Linked DNA regions of Mus musculus: regions 1, 2 and 3 are each linked to region 4. A link is a contact called in public promoter capture Hi-C data. All regions are on one chromosome and are shown on one strand. Each heading gives the region's core, a stretch centred on a gene start, on an enhancer-like site or on the middle of the called end of the contact. The rest is flanking DNA. Distances are from core to core; before and after follow the strand shown.

Region 1 (6,950 bases), core at 4,419-6,918, 670 kb after region 4:
ACTTTTAATTGTAAAAAGACTTTGGATTTTAAAAGAGATGGATATTTTAAAGAGATTGAAATTTTAAGCATATGTAAAGACTGTGGGACTTTTAAAGTTATTTAGAATGGGGATGAATAAGATTGTAAGGGTTGAGGCTTACTAGTGATGTGTTTGTGTGTCAAGTTGACAAGGGGTCAATTGTACTGGCTAGCTTTGTGTCAACTTGACACAGCTGGAGTTATCACAGAGAAAGGAGCTTCAGTTGAGGAAATGCCTCCATGAGATCCAACTGTAAGGCATTTCCTCAATTAGTGATCAAGGGGGAAAGGCCCCTTGTGGGTGGGACCATCTCAGGGCTGGTAGTCTTAGTTCTATAAGAGAGCAGGCTGAGCAAGCCAGGTGAGGCAAGCCAATGAAGAACATCCCTCCATGGCCTCTGCATCAGCTCCTGCTTCCTGACCTGCTTGAGTTCCAGTCCTGACTTCCTTTGGTGATGAACAGCAGTATGGAAGTGTAAGCCGAATAAACCCTTTCCTCCCCAACTTGCTTCTTGGTCATGATGTTTGTGCAGGAATAGAAACCCTGACTAAGACAGATGTCTTTGACCGTAAGCTGCAGGCTTCACTTTCAGAATGTGCACAATGCGAATGACACTATGGGTGTGTGGTGCTCAATGACAAAAAGGATGGTTTGTGATGCCAACAATGTAAGCTTTAAAATGCTAAGCTTAGGCTGTCAAGCTGGGGCAGAGGGTACTCATGCTTGCTGTATAGCCCTGATGACTTGAATTTGATATGGAACCTACAGGAAAGAAACAGCCCCCCCCCCACACACACACACACCGTCCTAGAATCCACATGCTTGAGCACACAGTAATAATAAACAATAATAGTGTGCACATGGGGGCCAGAACACCTGTCAAGCCACTCTCAGGACTCTCGCCTGCTTCTCTGAGACAGTCTCTCATTTGCTCTAGAGCCCACCAATGAGGCTGGCTATGCTTGGCAGTGAGCTCAAGGAATGTCTTATCTCAGCCACCCAGCTTCCCACTGTGGGTGCTGGAAATTGAATTGGGGTTCTCACCTTTACAACAGGCTTACATCATGTCGGCTGGCTTCCCAGGCTCCTCATCCTGTTTCAGATTTTTTTGTTTATTTGTTTTACTATTAGTTTTAACTATAGTAAGTATGTGCACATGGTGGTCACAAGGGCTCTAGACAGCAGTAAGACTCACAGGAAGTAGTGAGACATCTGACACGTTGTCTGGAATTGAACTAAGGCACTCTGGGTGAGCAGTCCATACTCTTAGCCCACCGAGCCATTTCTCCAGGCCCTGACTAGTTGTTGGTTTTTGTTTGTTTGGGGACACCAGCCCACATGGCTTTGATCCTCCTGCCAGACTCCTCAGGACTTGACTCACAGCTGTTTGCCAGGCATCTTGTCAGGAACTCATCAAAGATGGGAAGACAGCAGAGGTGAACTTAATGTTCACTTGAGTCTCAGTGCTCTGGACGATACAGAAAAAGGATCTTCTGAGGTCAGGGCAACACATGCAAAGTTGTCTCTTAAAATTGTGTGCGGAGGAGATGGGTGAGAGGTTAAGAGCACTTGCTGTTCTTCCAGAGAACAAGAGTTTGGTTCCCAGTGCCCACATCAGTCCCCTCACAATTGCGGGTAGCTCCAGCACCCTCTCCTGGCCTCCACAGGCATCTGCATGCACATGTGCCTCTACCCAGAGACACAGTGTTAGAGGCAGCAGTGGACTGTGACCCTGCAGCTTCACTGTGGTCTTGGACCAGTTGCTGAGCCTCCTCTGATCTGTCTTTGAGCCCAAAGGGATGGAAAGGCCCAGATTTCTCCAGTTCAAACAGGCATGGAGTCTAAAAGTGGCTACAGAGGCCCAGCCCAGGGCCTTTCCCTCCTACTTCAGAAGCTCCTGACCAGCAGGCTACTCCCTGGTGGACAGAGATGGGTGGGAGGGCAGGGTGAGCACAGCCCACTTCCCACTTGGGGTAGGGTCAGATATCTGACCCAGGAGCCTCCTCCTGACTGGGAGTATTTTTCAAGCTGCTTCCTCTCCTAGGCACAGAGGAAAGGCAAAAAAAGGTGATAGGCAAGGAAGAACTTTAAAAGCCATAACATAAAATACAAATGAGGAGCAGAAATCATTTATGAGGTTTTTGTTTCTTTATTTCTTTTTCCTTCTTTGCCATCCAATTTCATACAAGCCCTCCTTGATTGAGAAAATCCTAAAATCCACTGTCTTCCAGACCTGATTCTCTCCTTCCAACGCTGAAATCAAGACATGGGGGCTGTTGCCATAATCTGATCTGAAACTGGTGTGTGTGTGTGTGTGTGTGTGTGTGTGTCTGTCTGTCTGTCTGTCTGTGACAGAGGGCAGCCTTAAAGTTCTGAACATCCTTGTGCCACCAGCTACCAAGTGCTGCAAGCAAGCATGTGGCGGCACACACAGTGTATGGAATGCTGAGAATGGACCACAGAACTCTTCTGTCTTGTTTGCTGGGCTGAATATTTTGGATTTTTTCCAGAGAACCTACAAACTTAGGCCTTTGGTACATGTCATAGATACTTTGGTTTTTAAACCGTAATTAATTACAGTTATTTAGAAATAAATAATTTTATTTATGTTTATATGCAGTCTCAGGTGACCCAAACTGGTCTCAAATTCCTGGTCTTCCTGTCTCTACCTCCCCAGTGGGGGAATCACAGGCAGGAACCACCACACCAGGCTCTTGACCAGTAACTCAATCCCGGAGAATGCAGCTGGCTCAACCCACACAGAGCCATCAACTTTAGCCTCTGCATTAAAGACACAATGACTTCAACGAGGCTCTCTTCATCCTCAGGCTTCTCAATACTTCTGAGCCAGGAAAAGGCCCTCGCTTCTCATGGAGCTCTAGTGGGGTTGCCCAGCCCAGCCCAGCCCAATAGACGCCAAGACGACAGTACATCCGGAGTGTGTGCAGATGCATCTGGAAACCTCCTAGAAGACTGTACCCGGTGCCCAGACCAGCAGTACCTAGAACGTCTGTGACTTCAGGAAGATGCCATAGGTTCAATCCTCTGGGCCTCAAACAATGTACATATTTCACCCTCTATGTTGGCGCCTTTAAGACCATCACCCGCACTTTTGGAATAACTCTGGGTAATGCTAGAAGCCCACAGGTGGATCCGGGTCCTCTTGTCTAGGGTCCAGGGATATAGATAACTGACTGGCTTTTTTGTCCTTATGGCCTTTAATCCTGGTCTAAGGACCCACTGGTAGCTTGTCATAGCTGACTTTGTGCGAAACTGCCTGCCACATTGAGGGCAGGGGTAAGGACGCTCGCCAGTGTGGGTCCTCCTATGGGCTGGAATTTCGGTGCCCTGGCGAAAGCAGCGACCAGTCAGGGCATGAATAAGGCTTCTCACCTGTATGGATGCGCATGTGGCGCCGAAGATATTTGGAATCCGCAAAGGCACTGCCACAGTGAGTGCAAGAAAAGGGGGTCACACCGCTGTGTACCACTCGCTGGTGCTCATGGAGCCTAGAGCGCTGGCTGAAGCAGCGTCCACAATCAGCACAACAGTAAGGCTTCTCCCCAGTGTGGACACGGAGATGGCTGGTGAGTGAAGAGCGCTGTGTAAAAGTCTTGCCACAGTGAGAGCAGCGATGAGGCCGCTCCTCGAGGTGTATGGCCCGGTGCCTGCTCAGGGAAGATGGCCGACCAAAGGACTTGCAGCAATCAGGGCAATTGAATGACTTTTCGCCTGTGTGAGAGTACATGTGCTCCACCAATGCGCACCGCTGGGTAAAACCCTTCCCACAGTCAGGACACTGGTGTGGCCGTTCCCCTCGGTGTATGGCTCGGTGCATGCTCAGGGAGGAATACCTGCCGAAGCATTTGTTGCAGTCTGGGCACTGAAACGGCTTTTCACCTGTGTGAGAGTACATGTGTGCCACCAAAGTGCACCGCTGGGTAAAACCCTTCCCACAGTCAGGACATTGGTGCGGCCGTTCCCCTCGGTGTATGGCTCGGTGAGTGCTCAGGGAAGAATACCGGCCAAATCGTTTGTTGCAGTCTGGGCACTGAAACGGCTTTTCACCTGTGTGAGTGTACATGTGTGCCTCCAACGTGGACCGCCGGGCAAAACTCTTCCCACACAAATGGCACCCGTGACGCTTGTCTGCCCTTAGGACCGTGGCTTGAATTCCACTAGCGGAGACAGCAAATGAGAGTTGTGGCTCCTTCTGCCCAGGTTCTGGAGAAAATGTCTTCTGCATTGCTTCAGTCTCTTCTCTTGGTCTCTTCCTTTCCTTCTCGTGCCTGCAATCTGCTGGGAGACCATGAAAAAAGCTCAGACTCTGACTTCTACTGCCCCTTAATTTCCACAGCCCCACAAGGGGACAGACTGGACACAGGAGTGGAGATGTCACAGCATCTGAGCATGTGCAGTGTGCAGATGTCCAAATGCAGCATAAAGAAAGGGGTCTGGGCCTCGGCTTGGTGGCGCACACCTTTAATCCCAGCACTTGGGAGGCAGAGGCAGGCAGATTTCTGAGTTCGAGGCCAGCCTGGTCTACAGAGTGAGTTCCAGGACAGCCAGGGCTACACAGAGAAACCCTCTAAAAAAATAAAAAATAAAAAATAAAGGAAAAGAATTGAAAAGAAAAGAAAGGTGTCTGTGTGGTCCCAATTCCCAAGTGCAGTAAGCTAAGCACTTCTCAGAGGTGGAAAGCAAGAGCTAAAGGAGACTCCAGAAGGCAGCCACAGTGATGGCAGCAGAGGAGTGGGAACGAGGGGCTACAACCCGTACAGCCTAGTGGCCCTGTATATACGAGGTGAGAGCACTGGACAGAACAATCACAGCCCCTTTCTAGATGAATCCAGGGGCCAGCCATCATGGCTTTGGCCAAGAAACAAAAACAGGGAAGAAACTGCCAGGCAGTAAGTGCAGTCACTAGAAGACACCACACAGGCTGGCAACACAGAAGTTTCCCCAGGCAAGTACCCAGTCCTTCACCTGAGTGGACTTCTGTCCTGCACATGGCCACCTCTGGATCCTGGGCACCGGGTCCCCACACTTCGGACTCTTCCTCCACCCAGCTGATGAGCGCTGGTTTGGCGCATCCGACGTCTGTAGGGAAAGATAGCAAACCCACTAGTCAGGAGGACGACCCAGTTGGTTCCGACCGCCCGTGCCCAGGTCTCTCTGCTGCCACGCAGGACCCACGGTGTCACAGGCATCGCGACCACGGCGGCCAGGAAGGTTCTCACCGAGATAGGTCAGGAGACCGTAGGTCTCGCGCATCACCTCTCGGTACAGGGCTCTCTGCGCCGGCCGCAGATACCTCCACTCCTCCGGGGAGAAGTACACGGCCACGTCCGCGAAGCTCACAGTCCCAGGTTTACAGAACACAGGCGGTACCGAGGCCCTTCCCGGGGCCATCACCTGCGCCATGTAGACTCCCCGCACAGTCCCTGGGTCAGCCCCGCACTCCTGGGATTGCCTGCCCAGTCCAACGTGTCCGTTTTCGGGTACCAGGGCTGAAAAAGGACAGGAACCAGGTCCGTGTGCACCTTAACGTAGGGAAAAAGTGAAAACTGATAGGAGCACAGCGGAGATTTCCGGAAGACCGAGTAAAAATGTGGACTTGGGCGCGGCGTCTCAAAACTACGCTCCCTAGCGGTCCTGCCCAGGGTTGTATCACGTGACTTCCTGCACCAATGACATCAAGCCCTCAACCAAAATGGCCACAGAGTCTACAAGTGCCAGTCTGAGAACAAGTCCCAGGCTGGCAGGCCAACATGACACACCCTGCCTGTGAGCACCACAAACAGGGAGGGTTTTATGGTCTCAGGAGAACCACACCCCTCTCACAGTCAGCTAGGTGGAAGCGGCCTGTGAATAGATGTTTAGTATTTTATTTGTGGTCAGTGTTCATCTTGGAGCTAGAAGCAAGCCTGTGGAGGGAGGGCTGTTAATAAGCTTTTTTTTTTTTTTTTTAAATTAATTTCAACGAGTACTGTAGCTGTCTTCAGACACACCAGGAGATGGTTGTGAGGCATCAAGTGGTTGCTGGGATTTGAACTCAGAACCTTTAGGATGAGCAGTCTGTGCTCTTAGCTGCTGAGCCATCTCTCCAGCCCTGTTAATGAGCTATCAAATGAAGCAGGCCTCCAATTGGGGTGGTTCCACCAGCTTGGTCTACAAATCTCAAACTAGTTGAGGAATACTGACTGCTCCTGATACAGATCAGAGATCACAGAGCTGATCTTTGATCAGCCAGGACACCTGGGACATTCCAGACCATCTAATCTTCTAAAAGGTTAGATGTACACCTGCCCAACTGGATTTCTCTGCCTCACTCATAGGAGGGAGTTAAGATATCTGGGCCATTTGTGAGAGTCCCGGGAGGAATGAGGTCCAACTCACAGTAAGGATTTAAGTCTGACTCATTGTTATTTTAATATAAAAATACCTACTTACAAAAGGGATATTATCCTATTTGTCATCATTCAGAGCTGTTTGTACTTTATAAAAAAAGACAAAGAAACCAGGGATATGTTGGTGGAGGCACAGTGTGGGGTAGGTGAATGGGGTACCTCTGTGAGCTCATGCTCAGGCATCCATTCCTCCAGAGGGACCAGCTCACAATGGTACAGTATAGAATAGAGTTCATTTAAGGCATGGGGAGGAGAGTTGACTGCTTAATAGAGACAGAGGCAGGGAGACAGAGAGAGAGGGAGAGAAGGGGGAAGGATAGAGGGATTGAGAGAGAAAGAGAGAGAGACAGAGAAAGAGAGGGAGTAGAACACATATAGAGGGGGGAGGGGAATGGGGAGAGAAGGGACAGAGCAGAAGAGGGTTAGAGAGCAAGAGAGCAAAAGGAGGGAGCAAGCAGACCCTTTTATAATGAGTCATGGCTGTTGGCAGGAAACGAGGGCAGAGCCTAGAAGAAATGT
Region 2 (6,787 bases), core at 3,382-5,881, 590 kb after region 4:
ACACATTCGTGTTGTTTTTTTAAAAAAATCAGTTAATAAAGAAATGTTTAAGGCTCATTCTACCAAAATAGCCACTGTTTGGAATCAGGTTGTGGAGGGATGTTGCGCTGTTGCTCACCTAGGAGGCATGAAGGCCTCGGTCATTCTAGACCTAGTAAAAGAGGTACGGTGGCACAGGGTGATGATCCCAGCACAGTGGTGCTGGGGGCAGGAAGATCCAGAGGCACCCTCAGCTGTCTAGCAGCTCAATGTGTGTGTGTGTGTGTGTGTGTGTGTGTGTGTGTGTGTGTGTGTATGTGTGTTTGAGGCAGAGTTCTTCTGTGTAGCCCTGGCTGTCCTGGAACTTGCTGTGTAGACCATGCTGGCTTTAAACTCAGAGATCTGTTTATTTCTTTCTCCAGAGTGCTGAGAATAAAGATGTACACCACCATGCCTGGCAAGATTTTTATTTTTAATACATTGATTGATTGATTGATTGATTGATTGATTGATTGTAGGAGGGCATGCATGTGTGGGTCAGAGGACAATAATGGGGGAGTTAGTTCTTGATTTTTACTGTATGGGTCCCAGGGATTGAAGTCGAGTCACCAGGGTTGCAGCAAGTACTTTAACACACTGAATTATTTCATCAGCTTCATCCTCAAGATTTTCAAAATACACACATACAAATGTTATTTTGTTTTATCTTTGAGATGGAGTCTCATATACTCCAGGTTGACCTTGAATTTACAAAGTAGCTGAGGATGGTCTTAAACTCTTGATCCACCTGCTCTTACTGTGTCTTTTTTTTTTTTTTTTTTTTTTTGAGACAGGGTTTCTCTAGGTTCCTGTTGTCCTGGAACTTACTTTGTAGACCAGGCTGACTTTAAACTCAGAGATCTGCCTACCTCTGCCTCTCAAGTGCTGGGATTAAAGGCGTGTGCCACCACTGCCCAGTTTCCTTTTTTTTTTTTTTTTTTTTTGTTTTTTTTGGTTTTTTGGTTTTTTTGGTTTTTTGAGACAGGGTTTCTCTGTGTAGTCCTGGCTGTCCTGGAACTCACTTTATAGACCAGGCTGGCCTCGAACTCAGAAATCTGCCTGCCTCTGCCTCCCAAGTGCTGGGATTACAGGCGTGTGCCACCACGCCTGGCCCCTTCTTGGTTCTTTAGGCTTTATCCATACTTGTTTATACAAATACATTTGTACTTTAAAGATTAAGACCCCCAGATGATAAAGAACATTATGTAGTTGTCTTTCTGAGTTTGGGTACTTCATTTAATATTATACTTTCCAGACCCATCCATATTTCTACAAATGTCACAGCTTAATTTTCCTTACATTCTGAATAGCACTCCAGAATGTATCTATATTACATGTTTGTTATCCATCATCCGTTGATGGGCGTCTAAGCTGCCTCAGTTTCTCTGCTTCTCTGAGCACAGAACACTAAGCTCAGAAGACCAAGTGGCACTGAGGTAGGGTATTTATCGTGGGCACAGGCCCAGGAGGAGTGGAGCTCACTCATATGGTACTTAGAGTTTTCATTTTTTGAGAAATTTCCATATTGATTTCCATATTTTTGTATTAATTTGTGCTTCCACCAGGAGTAAATAAGAGTTCCTCTTTCCCCACATCCTCATCAGTGTTTGTTGCTAGATTTCTTGAAGACAGCTATTTTGACTAGGGTGAGGCACAATGTAGAAGTAGTTTTAATTTACATCTCTCTGAGGACTGGGGATATTGCACACTTTTAAAAATAACTTATTGACCATTTGTTGTATTTTTTCTTCTGAGAAATATATATTTCATGTTTTCCTTTTTCTGATGGATGTAGTCCTGTCTTGCCTGGGATTTACTCTGTAGAGCAGCTGGCCTCAAACTCAGAGATCCCCCTGCCTCTGCTTCCCAAGTGCTGGGCTAGTGTCACCACAGCTGGCCTAGACCTGTATGGTGAAGTGTATTTCTCATGTTTTCCTGTAACACTTTGAGTATTAAAGACTTTGACCTACTTTGAGTTGATTTTTCTTCCGGGTTAGAGACATCACTCATTTTATCTTTCTGCAGTTGGACACCCAGCCCTGCAAGCACAAGGTGCTAAGTGTTCTTTCCACTGCACGTTTTTTGACACTTATGTCAAAAAGTAAGTGGCCAGTTCAGTCACTGTTAATATATTCAGACCTAGTGTGTTGTTTCTATGAGGCCAATACAGAAGAAGATTGTTGTATAAGGCCAACCTGGGCCAATCAAGAGCCTATCTTAAACAAAAACCAAACACACAGAGAGTGAAAGAGACACAGACATACACTCATTTAAAAGCTTTTCTCATATATGTTCATGAAGTTGTACAGTCATCTCTACCATTTCAACCCAGAACATGAATCATTAAAAAACTTGAACTCCTCAGCAGCCGTGCTCTCCTCCTGCTCCTCGGCAGTCACTCATCCACGCTTCATCTCTTCAGGCTTACCTGTCTGGGGGCTGGGGACGCAATTCAGTGATAGACAACTGAAATACAAGCCTGAGGCACTACATTTGATTCCAACAACACACACACAAAAATTTACTTATTCTGGACATGTCACTCAAATGAAATTCCACATCTGAACCTTTGCACCTGGTTGCTACCCGCCCACCCCCACCCCGGTCTGTTTTCAGGGTCTGTCTGCACTGTAGCTTGCCTTAGGTGCACCTCATGCCCGTCTCCATCCCCAATTGCAGGCCTTACAGGCTGCCGTGCTCTTTCTATAATAACTAATGTTGTTGAGCATTCCTTCATGTTTTTGTCAGCCATTTCTATTTCATGGTTAAAGAAATGAGCTGGGCAGGTAGCTTAGTGGGAGAGTGCTCGTTTAAAACATAAATGGCTGGGCGTGATGCCACATGCCTTTAATCCCAGAACTCTGGAGGCAGAGGCAAAGAGATGTTCATGAGTTCGAGGCCAGCCTTGTATATAGCGTGAGTTCTAGGACAGCCAGGAGTACGTACAGAAACTTTGTCTCAAAACAAAATGAAAAAAAAACCCAACCAAACAAAAACCCAACAAAACAACAACACCCCGCCCCCCATAAATAATATGAACTGAGGGGCAAAGCTTTGCAATAGAATGCATCAGTTTGATCCCTGCACTAGGAAAATTATTGTTATTTTTGATTTTGAAAAATATATTTATTTATAAAACTTTGAATATTTAAAAATTACTATGTGTGTACGACGGGGAGCAGGGAACACATGTGAAGGGCAGAAGACAACCTTGACCTTTATGTGGGCTCTTTGGGTGGAGCTAACACCTCAAATTCTTTTTTTATTTCTTTTCTTAAAAAAAAAAAAACATCCCATGGGCCCAGTGATTTTTTTTTTTAAGAAAAGAAATAAAAAAAGAATCCCTCAAAAGTTGTCTTTTTAAAGTTGTTATCGAGTTGTCTTTGTGTCCTGAGTTCTTTTTCTTTTTTTTTTTTGTTTTTTGTTTTTTGTTTTTTTGAGACAGGTTTCTCTGTATAGCCCTGGCTGTCCTGGAACTCACTTTGTTGACCAGGCTGGCCTCGAACTCAGAAATCCGCCTGCCTCTGCCTCCTGAGTGCTGGGATTAAAGGTGTGCGCCACCACGCCTGGCTTCTTTTTCTTTTTTTTTTTTTTTAAGAAACAAAATTAGGGGCTGGTGAGATGGCTCAGTGGGTAAGAGCACCCAACTGTTCTTCCGAAGGTCCAGAGTTCAAATCCCAGCAACCACATGGTGGCTCACAACCATCTGTAACAAGATCTGACTCCCTCTTCTGGAGTGTCTGAAGACAGCTACAGTGTACTTACATATAATAAATAAATAAATCTTTAAAAAAAAAAAAAAAAAAGAAACAAAATTAACCAAATGGTAGTAGTGCATGCATACCAGTAATCCCAGAGGTAAGCAGATCTCAGATCTCTGAGTTCAAGACTAGCCTGGTCTACAGAGTAAGTTCCAGGGTGGCCAGGGCTACGCAGAGAAACCCTGTCTTGGGAAAAAAAAATGTGAAAAAAAGAAAAGGAGGAGGAGGAGGAGGAGAAGGAGAAGGGAAGGAAGGGAAAAGGAGAGGAGAGGAGAGGAGAGGAGAGGAGAGGAGAGGAGAGGAGAGGAGAGGGAGAGGAGAGGAGAGGAGAGGAGAGGAGAGGAAGAAAAGAGAAGAGAAGAGAAGAGAAGAGAAGAGAAGAGAAGAGAAGAGAAGAAAAGAAAAGAAAAGAAAAGAAAAGAAAAGAAAAGAAAAGAAAAGAAAAAAGAAATTAGCTCTGAAGCCTGCAGCTCTGTGGCTTGCTCCAGGCTCTCTTTTCTGCATGCATCCTTTTGTCACCCACAATCTTCCTGTGTGGTTCAAGCAGGGACGGTTTAGGGATGCTTCCTGAGCAACCCTCTATCTGGCTTGTTTGTTTGTTTGTTTGTTGTTTTAGATAATATAATTACAGCACTTCTCCCCTCCCCCCCCCTTACCCCTCCCTCCCCCGAGTCTACTCCCTACTCCCTTCTATCAGGCTTTGAAGAATCTTCCGGGGCCTGGTGTGAGAGCGGAGGTTGCCTAGCTGAAGTGGCAGTAATTTAACCGCCTTGCTGTCTGCTCTTGGATGATGTGAAAATGCAAGTAGGCACAGGAAATGTATCTAACCTGCTTATACTTCCTCTCTGAACAGAGAGGTTTCACAACCCGGACAGGAGCGCACCCCCTCCTTCCACCCCCACCCAGTGTCATCAGCCTGGCAGCCCTGAGAAAGTTCCACTGGAAGGGGCCCCATGCAAGAGAAGCCACCATTTCCCTCTTCCTCCCGGGTCTAGGTTGCCAGCAAATCTCAAGAGCTCTCTGAGATCGAGTCCGGACCCACAGGTCCCTCCTAAGCGCAGATGAGTTTCCGGATTGCGGGCCCCAGACTTTTGCTACTGGGACTCCAGCTGTTTGGTAGGAAATCCAGGAGGGAGGGGAAAGGGACGTTGTCTGTGACAGGGGAAACCAGAAGGCTCTGTAGAGCCAAAGAAGATGAGGAGCCACTCCAGGGGATGGACGGTATAGGTGATGTGGGACCCAGGAATCCCGGAGAGAGAAGAGGGAACCTACACAAACTTGAAGCATGATATCGAAGGGCGTGGAAGGAAGAGCGGGTGGGAGGTGGAGTGAGCCTTCACGTGTTTAGGTAGATGGTTGGAAGGACTCAGGATGGGAGAAGGCTGGGTTAGGTTTCTACTCCACCTCCTTTGTATTATGTCTGCTTGGGAGTTTTGGGCACCTGAAGGGAGGTGAAGAGGGTACCCTCATCTCTGATATCCAGGACACAAGGTGCTATAAGTCTTTCTGTAAGGAAAGTTGGACCAGAAAAGGACAGTTTAGAGGCTGCAGAGGGCACTCTAGCTGCCTAAGATGGGGGAGGGGCGGTGTTGGATTTTAAAAGGTCGGGAGATACCTATGTCTGGTGGGTAGAGTTGGGAAACTTAAGTCACCTGCTGGGTTCTGGGTATGGTGACTCCATGAGGCTGGTCACTTCTCAGGTGCTGGGATGCAAGGTGCCCAGAGAAGCGCAGTCAGTGTGGCAGCCATGGGGCCTCAGGGCAGACTCTTCCCAGTCCCTGCCTGGGAACTTGGTCATTCTATGCCTGGAGGCCCCCTCCCTGGCTTCTTTCTCATGGGCCTCCGCCTTCTTACCCTTCCTTCTTTCCCAATAGGTCCAAGGGGAAGTTGAGTCCTCTGGGTCTGGGAGGAGTTACCCTGGGAGACAGACTGTGTAGTCTCCTAGTCTCTAGTCCAGGCCTCAGAGGGAAAGTCCTGGCGCCACCAGTCTGTGCTTGGGTGTAGGCAGCCTCAGAGCATGAGTGGGTTTGGAGGAACAGGCCTCAGAGGCAGCACTAGTCTGTGTCTGTGTGTCTGTGTGTGTGGGGGGGGTCTGTGTGTGTGGGGTGTGTGTGTGTGGGGGTGTGTGTGTGGTCTGTGTGTGTGTGGGGTGTGTGTGTGTGGGGGGGGGGGTCCAGATAGGGAGCAGCTGACTGCTTTGCTCCCCGCAGCCAAGGCCTGGAGCTACAACCTGGACACACGGCCTACGCAGAGCTTCTTGGCACAAGCTGGAAGACATTTTGGGTACCAGGTCTTGCAGATTGAAGATGGGTGAGCTATTATTCTTTCAACTACCCTCCAGCAGCAGGGTATGCAGGGCCCCACATCTGCCCAGGGGTAGGGGTGGGGACTGTCCCATGTCAGGGGTTGGCCTCTCTTCTGCGAGTGTCTGCTAGGTGGAATCTTTGAAACAGGAGCAAGGCTCTCTCTAGTACCATAGAGTGAGGGTGATGGGTCCTAAGCCACACGAGTGTCTGAGGACCATCTCCTCTCTGCTTCCCAATTCAAAGACTAGCTAAGCACATAGTAGGACAGGCTTGTCCTAAGCTAAGCACATAGTAGGACAGGCTTGGGCATTGATGGCTTTGTTGTTGTTGGTGGTGCTGCTGTTTGAATACCAGGTCTATGTGTGTTAGGCAGGCTCTCCATAGAGCTACATCAGGGTTTGTGTTCTTTGGTTGGAGACAGGGCCTCTGTAGATCAGTTTTTCTACATTTGCTGTAGCTGAGCAGAGCCTTGAACTTCTGACCCCCTATCCTCTACTTCTGAGGTGCTGGGATCACAAGCAGATGCCACCAGACCTGGTTTCTTTTTTATTTTCTTTTTGAGACAGGGTCTTATTAAATTCCCACAGCTAGCTTGGGGCTACTGTCCTCCTGCCTCTGGCTGTCTCTGAATAGCAGAGGTGACAGGCCTATGTCACCACACCTAGTCACAAATAGCTTTTGAATTGATGACTAAATGAAGGT
Region 3 (6,724 bases), core at 3,191-5,690, 530 kb after region 4:
AGAGTTTCTCTGTATAGCCCTGGCTGTCCTGGAACTCACTTTCTAGACCAGGCTGGCCTCAAACTCAGAAATCTGCCTGCCTCTGCCTCCCAAGTGCTGGAATTAAAGGCGTGCGCCACTCATGTATATGAGTACACCATTGCTCTCTTTAGACACGCCAGAAGAGGGCATCAGATCCCATTACAGATGGTTGTGAGCCACCACGTGGTTGCAGGGACTTTAACTCAGAAGAGCAGTCAGTGCTCTTTTGTTTTTTTTAGTTTTGGGTTTTGTTTTTGGAGACAGGGTTTCTCTCTGTAGCCCTGGCTGGCATGGAACTCCTTCTATGGCCTTGGACTAAGAGCTCCACCTGCCTCTGTCTTCTGAGATTAAGGGCATGTACCACTACTGTCTATCCCAAGTATGGAAGTTGGGGAGGAGGTGGTGGTGGTAGGGGAACAGCACAGGAGGACAACTTGTCAGAACCAGCTCTCTGCTGCCACCATGTGGGAGTCTCAGGGACCAAATTCAGGTTGTCTGACTTGGCTCATCTTGTTGCCCACAATGATGCATTTTTATGGTGAAAGTGTTCCTGTTTGCTGTATTATCTACATCTCCTACCAAATGCTTTGGGCTGAATGGTATTTTTTTTTCTATGTGTTTGTGTGCACTCACCTGTGCAGGTACATGACCAAACCACAGTGCAGATACATAATGAAGCCACAAATAAACGTGGATGTCTTCCTCATTTTTTTTTTAACCCTGCATTGGTGTTTTGCCTGCATGTATGCCTACACAAGGCTGTCAGAGATCCTATGGAACTGGAGTTACAGTTGTGGCTGCCAAGTGGATGCTGGGACTTGAACCCCAGGTCCTTTGGGAGAATGCTGAGCCATCACTCCGGCTCCTTCCTCTAATCATGCTTACCTTACGTTTTGAGACAGGGTCTCTCCCTGAACAGGAGAATGCGGTTTTCATTAGGCTGCCTGGTCAGTTGAGCCTCCAGCATCTGGCAGCTGCCTGCTCTCTCTCCCAACACTTGGGCTATAGATGTGCGACTGCTACAGGTTTAACATGGTTGCTGGGGGCCTAAACTCAGGCCATAATGTTTAAGCAGCAGGCCCTTTACCTGGGGAACCATCTTCACCGTCTAGGGTAACAGTTTGAAAAATTTCAAACTTCGATCACACCCAATTCCAAATCTGTCATTAGAGCTTGGGGATTCAACTGAATTGGCTCAGGATTTGCCGTGGTTAAAGAGTCCCAAGTCAGGCCTTTGGAGACTCTGGATGCCAGGAGTAAGACCAACCGCCTGGCCTCAGAACCAACTAAGTGCCTAAGGATCTGTGGTCTAGAGCACTGGCGTAAGGATGGAGTCTGGAAGCCAGTCTGCCTGAAATCCTTTTGCTTGTTATTGTGAGACAGGGCTTCTCTGTGTGGGGGTGGGGTGTTCCTATAGCTCCAAGAGGAAGCAGAGAGCCGAAGCTGAGGGACTACAGGCTGGAAGGAGAGATAGCCTAGAGTGCAGGGGGAAAGGGGACTAGTACATCAGTAGAAAGATCCAGATGGATGCAGCAGGCCAGAGCTGAGGGAAGGTTGTTGCCCAATGGTGAGCGCCCAAGGGCATAGCAGGCTCCAGGTTCGAGAGAGGCATTTATGGTATAGACCAGAAGTAGACTGGTTAAAGTTAAGGGAGAAAGAAACAAGTAGGAACTCCAGCAAGGGAGGGTTCCAATGTCACAGAAGCCACAAGGGTGTGGAGACGCTGCAGGACTAAGCAGGCAGGCTCCTACATAAAGCAAGGAAACCTGCAAAATCTAGGACTAGGAAGGCATAAAGAGCGAGCAGGTAGCTCTGAGCAGAATGGAAAAGGGCGATGTCCATGTGAGCGTAGCAGGCTAGAGTCATAGCAGGCTGTGGGAGCCAGAGAGCGGAGCCCACAAGGTGGGCACAGCAGGGAGGGAAGCAACAGCTGAAGAGTCAGACTACAGACCCAACAACTGTAATTTAGAGACGGGACATTTACACAGTGTTGGGAAAACTAGACAAAAACGAACTGAGCTTGGAGCAGAGAACAGAGAAATAGGGAGAGAATCTCTTTTCCACTCCCCTCGATTGCTGGCAGTGTAGACTAAGATCTAGGATGCCACTAGTTGGCCACATTTGGACTGACTAAGGGATACTGAGGCCAAATTTGATTGCAAAAGCCAATACGTTTGGAGTCCTTCAGTTCAGATGCCAGGTAAAGAGGGGTCGGGTGTTCTGCAAGAAGCATCCCAAAGGGAGCCAGGAGGTACAAAAAGCTATTCCCATGGGTGAGGAAGAGGAAGAGGTCCTAGGCCTGAAGATCAGTGTCACCAGGATCCAGGGAAGGCTGAACTGGAAGGCACAGCTGAATGTGGGACAAGGGTTAAAACCCTGAGGAGACTGGTACCAGGGCCTTTGAGGGAACCCAAAAGGCAGAAACAGAGCTCAGAAATAAAGCCTAACCCAAAGGGATAGGGTCCAAAGCCCGGTGGGAACTTCTGCCTCCAAGAACACCAGAGATCTGGTGAAGCATTTACACCAACCAAGGGGGAGCATTTATCAAGCCATCAGTGGGCCAGGTGGGTCTGTTGCAGGTAGAACTGGTGGGTAGGGTCCCAGAGTGGCTTTAACCCCCAAAAGGGGAAAGCAGGCACCAGGATATTCATGTTAGGGCGGGTTTGTATCGAAAGTTGACCTTGGTGGCTGGGGCCAAGGAATTTGCAGAGAACACACCACACAATTGACCTATAATAATGCAATAAATGTTAAGAGATTTATTGGGGGGGCACAAAAGGCTGATTCAGAGCAGGAGAGAGAGAGAGAGAGAGAGAGAGAGAGAGAGAGAGAGAGAGAGAGAGAACGAACCATTGATGGCATGGGCTTTATAAAGGGTATGGCAGCTGGTGATGATATAGCTGCTGGGGCTGGATTGCTGAAGGCAGGTGAGGGCACACCTGGTTCTGGAATGTGGGCAGCTCCTAACACATGTCCCACCTGTGACCTCAACTACAAATAGTACCATACAGAATGTTCCAGAAAACAGCAACCACGTCCTTGTTCCAAAAAGTTACAGCCATCTTGCAAGCCTACATTTGTCTCAAAAGATCACTGTAACCACCTGTTGTTATGAACGCCTTGTAACTGTTCTGCTCTGTAACTCCACCTATTTGCCTGCCAAATCCCCAGTTTGGACCCCCCCAACCCCCTCGAGCTATAAAACCCTTATTTTTCCCTAGTTCAATACTGACCTTTGAATCCATCTTAGGGGCAGGCATCTCGTGTAGAAGAGTAACAAAGCTTGCTTTAATTGGGCATGATAATTTGGGTCAGTGGTCTTTCTCCTCCCTGCTTTGGGATTAACAGGACCAACCAATTTTTTTTTTTAAGTTAGTTAGAATTTTTAAAATTTGGGGGGCACATTGCACCAGTGCATGTGGAGGTCACAGGACAACGTGCACTCTCCTTTCCACCACACAGGTTCCCTGGAGAGAACTCAGGTTGTCAAGCTTGCGGACAATCCCCTTTTCCCACTGAGGCATGCCACTGGCCCAGTTCTCCACGCCTTGTATGATTTTTTTTAAAAAAACTGACCGCACTCTAGCCGGGCGTGGTGGCGCACGCCTTTAATCCCAGCACTCGGGAGGCAGAGGCAGGTGGATTTCTGAGTTTGAGGCCAGCCTGGTCTACAAAGTGAGTTCCAGGACAGCCAGGGCTATACAGAGAAACCCGGTCTCGAAAAAACAAAACAAAAAACCCCACAAAAACTGACCGCACTCAAGGGACAGACGATGCATGGTTTAACTTTATCTCTAACTTCTGCTTTATTGACAAATCTAATATAATACAAATAACATTATGTACTGCTAAAACATAACGAATTAATAAAAACCCCGTTAGCACTCGCTTTAGTGGCAGGACGGAAGCCTCTGGGTACTCACCTCTATAAAGGAAAACCTGCCTACAACATAAGATGCCGGGGTTATGCTTCTAGGGCCTGGATCCTTTGGAACGTGACTCCAGCAAGATGGAGGCAGGGTTTATTCTTCAGTCCCTCCCTGGGCTTGGCCTTTGCAAAGCCTTTCTTTGTTTTTCTACCTTTGTCTCCGCCTGTCGTCCTTTGTTCTGTCTCCCGCCCGTTTCTCTCCAGGCTCTCCGCCTCTTAGGGCCCCTGATTCCATTAGGGTGACTTGACGGTTCTTATCTGTTTCTACATCTCTTTGTCTCTGGTACCCAGTCTCTAGGTCCTGTCCCCGAGCATCGTCTCTCGCCGACAGTGCCCCGACTCGTGACTCTCAGGCTAGAACTTGGCAGGCTCCAGCTCGACCTGCCTGCCCCGGCCCAGCCCCCACTCCGAGCTGGGCTTTGTTTCCCCCGCCTCGGCGCCCCGCCCCGCCCGCCGGCTCTCTGTTTCCCTTTGTCTGCCACTCCATTCCTGGGCTCCTTCCTGGTTGTCCCGCGCGGGCAGTCCGGCTCCGCCGTGCCAGCTGTCCATCCGAGGAGGCACGCCGCTAGCGCCGCAGGGCACGGCTAGAACTGGTCCACGCCGCCGCCGCCGCCGCCGAGCCCGCGGCTCCTCCGGGTCCTAGAGCAGCTCGCCGAGGCCCGTGCTTCCGCTTCCCGTCCCGCCCAGCGGCGCCCGGGACGTGGGCCGAGCCCCCTCCTGGCGTGGCGTGGAGCCCGTACCCGTGCGGCTGGCTGCTGGGTTCCTGTTGTACCGAGGGGAACGGGGCGGCAGGTGCCCTCGGACTCACCGGGGCCGCGTCCCGGTCGTGGGCCGACGGTGCAGCGCGCTGCACAGCCCTGGGGCGCCGAGCTTCGCGGTACAGAGGACTTGAAAGCGGCTGAGAGCCATCGGTACAGGTGAGGGCGGCGGTCCGCATCGCACAGGAAGGTAATGGATGCTTGGGGACCCAGGGCCCAGGAAAGTCGGACGTGGGCGAAGGGGCAGCAAAATCCGAAGGGAAGAAGCCAACACCTACTGTGTGCCAGGCCGTGAGGGGCATCCTCCCTAACGCTCTCCCCTCCCCCTTCACTCAGCCCTACTGCAGGCCTCCAGGCTCAATTGTAATCTCTGGTGCTCTTTCTCTGCATGCGTTCTGCTGTAAATCCAGCTCTAATACTGGCTGCCTTCTCAAAACCTTCCCTGGCTTTCTTATTTTTATTAATTTAAAAGCTCTAGTGTTAAGTACAGACCTTGCGTGCTCAGAGTAGTCTCAGTATCCTTTTCCAAATAACCGCGTTCCTTTCCGTTGTTTTTGCTGCAGAGTAATGCCGGTCCTTGACTTATCTCTTGCCTCTTGTGGCAGCAGGTTTATTCCGAACCCGCAGTTACAATCATTGCTACTTTGTTTTTTCTCTCCTACACCCCATATCTGTTTATCTGTAGGGAAGTAAGTTTATACAAGATCGTAGAAGTTACCAGGATAGAGCCAATGGAGTGGAGAATTCAGATCCAGTCTGGGCAGTACAGTAAGACAGTCTCAAAAACTGGAGGAAAAAAAAGAAAAAAAAAAAACCCACAGAAATTCGATCAAAAGACCATATACTAGGTTTTCTAAATTGAAATACTGTAATATAACACAGGCTTGAGTAGATAGTTAGAAACTCGGCCCAGGGTAGGGTTTCCTCCAAGTAGGAAACACTTCTCTCAAACCCGATGGCATTCAGTGCTGGGATGATTTATGGGACCGCAGAGAGGGGCTTGGAAAGTTTTCTACTAACTTTCTTTCTTTCTTTTTTTTGGGGGGGGGGGTTCCTGTGTAGCCCTGGCTATCCTGGAACTCACTCTGTAGACTAGGCTGTCCTCGAACTCAGAAATCCCCCTGCCTCTGCCTCCCAAGTGCTGGGATTAAAGGCTTGCACCACCACACCGGGCTTCTACTAACTTTCATGTGGTGGTGGCACATGCCTTTAATCCTAGCACTCAGAAGTCAGAGGAATGATAGAGACACCTCCGTGAGTTTCAGGTCATCCTGGTCTAAAGAGTGCGCTCCAAGACAGACTCACTGCACAAAGAAACCCTGCTTTGAAAACAAAAGAAAGAAAAAAAATTGCTTTAATTCTCTTTGTTTCCATGGGGGTAAACCAAAGAGACTAATATTACCAATAGGATTGTGAAAGTCTTGTATTGTTAGAAGGCCCCTGTATTGTTTAGTTTAGTGATCATTGATTAAATGCATAGCAAGCAGGGGTAATGGTGCACTTACTATCCCAGGACTTGGGAGGCTAAGAACACTTTGTTTTGAGACAAGTTGTTACTTATGTAGCTGACCTTGAAGTCAGATCCACTTGCCTCTGCCTTCCCAGCTTGTGTTTAAAAGCATGTGCCACCATGCCCATCAGGGCTGAAAGTTCAAGGCCAGCCTGGGCAAGTTATCAAAACCCCTGTCTCAGCTAAGGATTGCGGCACAGTAGTACTTATAATTAGTGAGAGGCAGATAATTAGTGCTCCCTAAGTTCAGTAGAGAGGGAGAACATTCAGAGATTGTGCCTCATTAAAGATGTTTTACTGGGAGAGTTACCGGGGGTTACCCCCAGGGGTAGAGGCCCTGGGTTCCATTCCGGGAGCCATAAAAGGAAAGATGAGGTTGAGCCAAAGGGTGAGATTTATAATTCTGTTTTCTTTCTCTAATTGTAGGGACTGAGACTATGGAGGCTTCTCCGGGGGATGAGTTTGAACACTCACCACAAGAGAGGGATGGCCCAGAGATCAAGGAAG
Region 4 (6,736 bases), core at 3,702-6,201:
TGAGGGCTCTGGGGTTCTACTTGGCCTGAACAGTCTCCTCCAGCCTGTCCAGGCGCTCTTGTAGCTTTTGCACTATGGCGTTCAGATTCCTCACGTCCTCCTCCAGCCTTGACACGGTATCCTAGGAGACCCAGCCCTGTATCAGGCCCAGCTTCTCTGTTGCTTCCTCTGACATCTGCTAGCCTTTCCAAGAGCTGCAAGGCTTGGGCCCTTCTTTCCCAGCAGATGCTACCCGGATTACTGCATGCCTATAAGCTTGCAACCTGGTTTCTAAGGCCTCCAGGTCACCCACTCCTTGCCCTTGGCTTGGGCATCTCTAACACTGGACTCTCTCCCCATGAGACATTGAGCACATCCATGCAGGCTTTGCCCCAGCCCCCCGCCCGCCTTACCGAGCTGGGCGTGCCGCTGGGCTCTGGTGTAGCTCTTCTGCGAGCGCTGTCCAGGCCCCTGTTGACCCTCAGCTCCCTGCTCTTTGGGGGCACGTAGCCATCCTTGAGGGAAATGAGGAGGGGGCCAGCATCCCGACCACCCAGCCATTCCTCAGCTGTGAGGGCAGGGTCGGGTCCTGCAGTGGGCGGATACAGGTCCTCCTGGAACAGGTCCGACTGTGGGCAAGGCCAAGGCTGGTCACAAGAGTGTTTATGTTTCTGTCCCACCCTACAAACCCCCGTGGTCATTTCCTGCCCCAGCACCCTGGGAGGAGCATAAGAGCATACCTTTCTAGGCACTGTCATGGCAATGGGCTCACACTTCCGCTCATGAAGCTTATAGAATCTGTGGAAACAGGAAGATGAGCGGCACTCTTCAGCACGGCTGGCTGGGTGCTGAAGATCGGGCTAGGATTAGGGGTCAGTCAATTAGGAGTCAGTCACCTGGCAATCTCACACTTATTCACTTCCAGGCCACGTTTGGGCATGTAGCCCATACCACGCTGAGACTCCTTGGAACTGAACATGGAAAGATAATGCAGGAACGGAGCCTCAGAAGTGATCTCAAAATACCGGATAGAGCTGTCACCCTGTGGGTGTGGGCAAGACAGTACCATCAGAACAGGGCGCCCGGCTGTCTGTTCACCAAGCCACCTACCCACCTCCCTCGTCCCCCAGCCCTCCTGCCTGAGTCACCTTGCCACAGAGGTAGACAATGTTGGTATCAGGATCAAAAAAAGGTAGCAGGACTCCGCTGCTTGTGTCCAGCTCCTGCAGGGACAGTGGCTCCTCCAGGTGCTTCTGTAGAGACAGGAGGTGATAGAGCAACAGACTGGACCATGTCAAGGCTTCACTGGACAATCAGCAGGCAAAGGCCCTCAGACTAAGCATGGAAACTCCCCATCTCACAGGAAAACTGAGGCCACAGTCACGTGGTAGAGTAAGCGTCTAGCCCTGATCCCCAGCCCGCGGGGCCCTGTGTCTCAGCACTCACTGTGTCCCACAGCGCCACCTGCCGCTCACTCATGCGACTGAAACCCGTGGTTAGAATCTTCCCTTCTGACACAAACACAGCGTGCACTGGCCGAGTCCCCTCATGGGGACGGTCCTTTTCCTGAGAGGAAAGAAAGTAGGTCAGCCTCTCACAGTCTCACCAAGGGACTAGACCCCAGGTGGGTGCAGGAGGAGCAACATCCAAGGTTTAGGTTTCACGGCAACTTACAGCCACAACAGTGCCTTTGCGAGGCTCGATGACACGAACTCGCTTGTCACGGCAGGAGGTGCAGATGAGAGCACCGTCCCGGCTCCAGTCCACGCTGTAGATTGTGTCCGGGTGCACATCCGGGCCCAGCGTCAGCACAGCTGCCCCAGTGCCCACGTCCCACACCAGGATCACATTGTCACAACCTGCACAATTGATGGTCCAGCGTTGAACCATGAGCCTTTGCCCCCTGTCAAGTCGCGCCTAGCCCTCCCCTCCGCCCCCTATGGCACCTGCGCTGAGAAGCACATTCTGGGCTGTGGGGTGCCAGGCCACGATGCCAACCCTCTTGGTGTGGCCCTCCAAGGTGATGACAGGCTCCCGCAAGGGCAGCACCAGGCCCCCATCCGGGATCTCCCACACCTGTAGAAAGGGGAGAGTGAGTCTGGGGTTTCAAACACCAGGTCCTTCTTCCAGACTCCTTCAGAACACATCCCTAACAGACTTACCATAACTGTGCAGTCCTCAGAGCCACTGGCAATGACATTGTCATTGTGTGGACACCAGGCGATGTCTAGCACAGGGGCAGTGTGGCCGCAGACCAGGGGCACGTTCTTGTCTACTCGTCCAGTCTGGGGGCACAACGGGGATTCTAATGGAGGCGATTTGACCTCTGAACCCAATCCAACCTCCCCACACACCCCTGCAGAGGGACGCAGAGGAAGGCTGTGGGGTCCCTGGGAGCACTGGGGTGGGGAGGACTTGGCATCGTCTAGTCCCAAGAAAGCTAGCACCAAATGAGACTCTGGCCAAGATCCTGGCCCTCTTTCTCAGTGTCATGTGTGGGTACCATGGACCCAGGGTGAGCATGGGGCTGTGGTCCCCAAGAGGAGAGTGTGAGAAGAGTGCTATAGGATGTGTCCTATAGATTTGGGCCTGGAGGTCTGTCTGATGCCTCTAGACAGCAGCAGAGGTTTGGAAATGGCCTCTTCCGAGAGCCAACTGCTTCCTGTGTAAGGAGCTGAGCAGGGTGCAGGCCCAGCTTCAACCCGACAACCACTTCCTCTTCTCTTCTGCTTCCATCGGCCCTTTTAAGGTAAAACTTGGGGCCTATCTCCCCTTCCTGTTTCACCCCCTGAGGAGTCCAGGAGTGAACTTCAGCTGAAGAACAGCAGGCTCAGAGGGGAGGAAAAAAAAGGGTTTTGCCTCGTCTCCACCAGGGCTTACGCTTGAAGGGTCCCCAAAGTCCTCGCCAGACCTGCAGCCTTATCCTTAGCAGAAAACCCCAAGCCAAGATTTGGGGGACCTGCCCCCCTTGTTTTGTCCCCAGAGAGCTTAAGTAGCAAATGGCCCTGTCCCATTTTACAGATATCAACACAGAACCCCAGGGAAGCTGGGTCACAGTCAGCTACTGAGGACCCCACAGTCTCCATGGACAGCAGAGTCCTCCCCAGGACCATTGAGGTTCCGGAAGCTCACCTTGCCTAGGGGTAGCACCAGGAAGGCCCCTCCCCCACTGGCCTCACAGATCAGAGCCATGAACTTGGGGTTGACAGCGCAGAAGCCACTGTCCCAAGTGGTTTGTGAGACGCGCACATCCTCATAGCACTGGTCAGCCTTGGCTGGCTGTCCAAACACGTGGCGGAATTTGCTGGAGCGAACCACCTGCCGGCTCATCCTGAAGGATACAGATTGTAAACTTTTCTTTGGGTCAATCCCAGCCGCACTTTGTCATCCCCAGAGCAACCCTTGGCCTGGCCTTGAGGGTTCCAGCATGGCGTCTGAGGCACCCTGACCATGACTGACAGCTTGCTTATCTCCCTGCTTACCCTCCCCAGTTTTTCTGTCAAATTCCCAGGCACTTCAAGCCACACCCTCAATCCTGCACCATCAGCCCCTACAACAGCCTGCTATGGTGTGGCTCCAAGGGTCTGGTTCTTGACTAAGACACAGTGCCTCCTTCCTAGTGGTCCAGACAGTCTGGAGATAGGTTCCCTCCTATCGAACTCTTCTAGATCCCACATCCCTCACACAGAGCTTCCTAAAGGCAGGGCAGGGCTTCTCCCTGGCCTTCCAGCTCAGGGATGGCACACAGAGGGATGCAAGCCAGCTTGCCTAGGAAGGGATGCAGTAGCAGGATGGCTTCCCCAGGTTTCTGGCTACAAGAAGCAGCAATGGCTTGGGTCCCAGCATCTCCCCAGACCTCTGCTCCTAACCTCCGCTCAGAAAAAAAGCAGATGTTCTTCTGAGCCATTTCTGCTTCCGTTAAACTACACTCAGGAGAGGCCCACCCTGACTTCCCTGAGGTCCGCTAAGATGGTTACCCACTGTGGCTAGGCAGCCAGCTAGTGAAGCCCAGGGGCTGCCTCTATCCTGTGCCCAATCCCTCCTCCTTCCTGCTCAGTAAAGGAACCTCGGCTGCGCTGTGGAAGGCATCCTGCCCAGAGCCTCTATCCACCTCCCCAGCCTCACCCATCTGCTCTGCCTTAATGGGGGACTCAGCCCCTTCGTGCTGGGACTCCAGTCCTCGCACACCCCGGTATCACCAAGGAGGCTCCCAGGTCTATTAAAAATAAAAGCAGGTGAAGTGCCTGAGTGAAGTCTCCAAGACAGGAAGGGGACACAAGACCCCAGTGAGCAGTCTGGATTTGGGAGAAGGAAAGCCCAATCCAAGGTAGGGGCGGAAGATGTGCCCCACCCGGCCTCCTCCCCCACCCAGGTACCAAGCCCGGAAACCACGGAAAGGGGAACTTAGTCTTGTTTTGCACTCAACCCCTTCCTGTCTCAAAGCTCAGGGCAGCTACTTGGCTCACCCCACCCTGCATCCCCCACCTTCAGAAGCTCCCTCCCCGGGGCATAGGTTCTGAGCCCAGCTACGGCCGCTCCCAGGAGCCCACCTCCATCTTGGTCACGATGGTCCTTAGCCCTCACCTTGGAGCACTCTGGGACCTACTTGCCCCTTCGAACTCCCTCGTCCTCGATCCTCCTGGCGGGGCTCACAAACCGGCTCTCTGTCCCCAGCCTGGTGGCTCTGACAGCTCGCCCGCCCCCACAGTCCCACAGTCCTGCCCCCACACTGGCGCTGGCCCCACAGGTGGCCCATGGCAGCGTTGCCTGGCCCTTGTGACCAGCCCTCCCCCGGCGCCCAGCCTCACCTGCTGCGGAGAGCTGAGCGTGACCCCTCCCAAGTAGAGGAGGAAGGAGAGAAGGATGGAGGAGCTGCAGGCTGGCCACCGAGGATGCTCTGTCAAGACAATGAATGAGCAGCGGCCGTGCGCCGGCCTCCTCCGGGTGGTAGCGCCCCTTTGGGCGGAGCTCATGGAGGCCCGGCCCTTCGCTCCAGGGCTGCAAGACTGGGACCGCTCCCCATGCTGTCAGCTCCAACCCCCGAACAGATGCTGACGCGAATCAACTCTTCTTTTAATGTCAGAACGCAAAAATATCCCGTTCCTTCATCCCTCCCCCAGCCGCCCGCTGCCTCCTCGAGGTCCTTTCCCTGGCACCGGAGAAAGCTTTAGAACGGCTTCAACCAGCTTGAGAGCCTTCTCTGCTACAGGAGGGACCTCTCCTGTCGTTACCCCAAATGGATTTCTGGGAGGCCTTGGGGGGGTCATTTCTCCTTTCTAGGGATTTAGGGCTTCAGCGGGGACACCCTTGTCCTCTGCTTCGTGGCATTGAGGCCCGGAAGAAGTAAAATAACTGGGCATTATGGAGCACCTGTTCTGTGCTGGGGCTATGGAGGCAAATGAGTAGTGCTCCCCCTCTAGAGAGCTCTCGGGCCATGAGAAGAGGGAGTCGGGAGTCCGTCTGACACAGTTTAAAAGCCACTGAGTACACACAGAAGTCTGATATCACACACAGCTGGGCTGTGGTCCATTCCTGTCCCTTGAGGGGAGTGGGTTGTCACGGTAGCAAGGGCAGAGGAAGAAAGGCCTTTGCTGGAACCATTGTTGTGACTCCTGGCTGTCACTCATTTGAGTGACCTTGGGCAGGTTAATTTAATCTCAGCCCCAGTTTCCTGTCTATAACAGTCTTACCTGCCTTCGTATGGAGATGGTCACTCCAAGGATAGCTGGATTTGCATCTACAGAGTGGCAGGTATTAATTAGTGTTGGGGTCTTACAGTCAGATATGGTGGCCCACACCTGTAAATCCATTACTACGGAGGCAGAGGCAGAAGGGTCAGTGAAACCAAGGCCAGCCTGGTCCACATGTAAGCTCCAGACCAAGGCTACATAGTGAGACCCTGTTTCAAAAACCCAAAAGATGTTGGTTCTTTTCATTATTGCCATTTACCAAAGCTTTGGGCTATCCTGGGAGGAAGAGGAAACACCACAAGTGGCTCTGGAGAAGGGTAGGGGGCTGAGGCGCAGTGTCAGCAAAGCTCAAGGACACAGGTGTGCTGACAGTCATCTGTAGTCAGGAAGCTGAGGCAGGAGGCCAGCCTGGGCTACATAGCAAGACCCAGTCAGAAGAAACTCTTCTTTAAGGTAGAAGTAGTTCGAAAGAACAGAAGGGGCTCCAGTTGTACTGATTAGCCGTGTGATCTTGGCCAAGAGGCCCCACCTCCCTGAACCTCAGTTTCTGTAGGAGAGAAACAAGAAGTCCTGCCCACCTCACAGCTAACGGTGCGGTGCGTAAGGTGTAGTCTGAAGTGTTCTGCAGTTACTCAGTACAGGGTTGGATAGTGCCTGAGGCTCTGTGACTGTAGCCAGCGACTCTAGAGTCTCCAGCTAAAGTGATAACAGTAATGGGGCTGAGAATGGAGTTCAGCTGGCAGAACACCTCATAGCATGCATAAAGGCATGGCCTCCAGCATCACATAAGCTAGGTGCCGGGCTAGAGAGACAGCTCAGTGGTGAAGAGCGCTCACTGTTCTTGCAGAGAACCAGGATTTATTTCATTCCTAGCACCCACATGGTGGTTTACAAACCATCTGTAGGCATGCATGTGATGCACATACATACAGGCATGTAAAACAACCACACACATTTCCTTAGTTACTGTTCTATTGCTGTGAAGAGACACCATGACCAAGACAAGTCTTATAAAAGAAAGAATTCAACTAGGAGCTTGCTTACGGTTTTAGAGGGTTAGTTAGTCC

What was found. Promoter capture Hi-C pulls out the DNA fragments that hold promoters and counts their contacts. Capture Hi-C pulls out chosen DNA fragments and counts their contacts.
Region 1: a contact with region 4 is called in a promoter capture Hi-C map of pre-B cells, with 3 times the contacts expected there. The contact joins the promoter of Zfp747 here to the promoter of Coro1a in region 4. A contact is called at or near these places in 2 of 39 promoter capture datasets (embryonic stem cells and pre-B cells) and 1 of 115 datasets of contacts at active chromatin or transcription factors (microglia).
Region 2: a contact with region 4 is called in a promoter capture Hi-C map of fetal liver, with 2.2 times the contacts expected there. The contact joins the promoter of Itgal here to the promoter of Coro1a in region 4. A contact is called at or near these places in 8 of 39 promoter capture datasets (the 3T3-L1 cell line, fetal liver, hematopoietic stem and progenitor cells and 4 more), 2 of 484 Hi-C or Micro-C datasets (B cells and liver), 1 of 115 datasets of contacts at active chromatin or transcription factors (effector CD8 T cells) and 2 of 9 other capture datasets (adipose tissue and liver).
Region 3: a contact with region 4 is called in a promoter capture Hi-C map of liver, with 3 times the contacts expected there. The contact joins the promoter of Zfp553 here to the promoter of Coro1a in region 4. A contact is called at or near these places in 3 of 39 promoter capture datasets (the C10 cell line, neural stem cells and pre-B cells), 2 of 484 Hi-C or Micro-C datasets (CD8 T cells and pro-B cells), 11 of 115 datasets of contacts at active chromatin or transcription factors (astrocytes, bone marrow-derived dendritic cells, bone marrow-derived macrophages and 7 more) and 2 of 9 other capture datasets (liver and macrophages).

What each region holds. Positions count from the first base shown.
Region 1 is chr7:127,370,382-127,377,331 of GRCm38.p6, forward strand. It overlaps Zfp747 (zinc finger protein 747), which reads right to left and starts at 5,669. Exons shown (of 3, transcript NM_175560.3): 1 at 5,262-5,669; 2 at 5,008-5,121; 3 at 2,156-4,317. The coding sequence starts at 5,445. The coding sequence ends at 3,347.
Region 2 is chr7:127,291,629-127,298,415 of GRCm38.p6, forward strand. Itgal (integrin alpha L) reads left to right here and starts at 4,632. Exons shown (of 31, transcript NM_001253872.1): 1 at 4,632-4,895; 2 at 5,990-6,089. The coding sequence starts at 4,841. Gm31897 (a long non-coding RNA gene) reads left to right here. Exons shown (of 3, transcript XR_378503.3): 3 at 1-268.
Region 3 is chr7:127,228,621-127,235,344 of GRCm38.p6, forward strand. Zfp553 (zinc finger protein 553) reads left to right here and starts at 4,441. Exons shown (of 2, transcript NM_146201.2): 1 at 4,441-4,866; 2 at 6,644-6,724. The coding sequence starts at 6,655. It overlaps Gm4532 (predicted gene 4532), which reads right to left and starts at 4,510. Exons shown (of 1, transcript NR_030674.1): 1 at 3,798-4,510. It also overlaps a transcript of Septin1 not described here.
Region 4 is chr7:126,699,865-126,706,600 of GRCm38.p6, forward strand. It overlaps Coro1a (coronin, actin binding protein 1A), which reads right to left and starts at 4,952. Exons shown (of 11, transcript NM_009898.3): 1 at 4,788-4,952; 2 at 3,112-3,310; 3 at 2,142-2,264; 4 at 1,926-2,055; 5 at 1,654-1,838; 6 at 1,426-1,545; 7 at 1,128-1,232; 8 at 876-1,021; 9 at 720-777; 10 at 393-608; 11 at 1-121. The coding sequence starts at 3,309. The coding sequence ends at 17.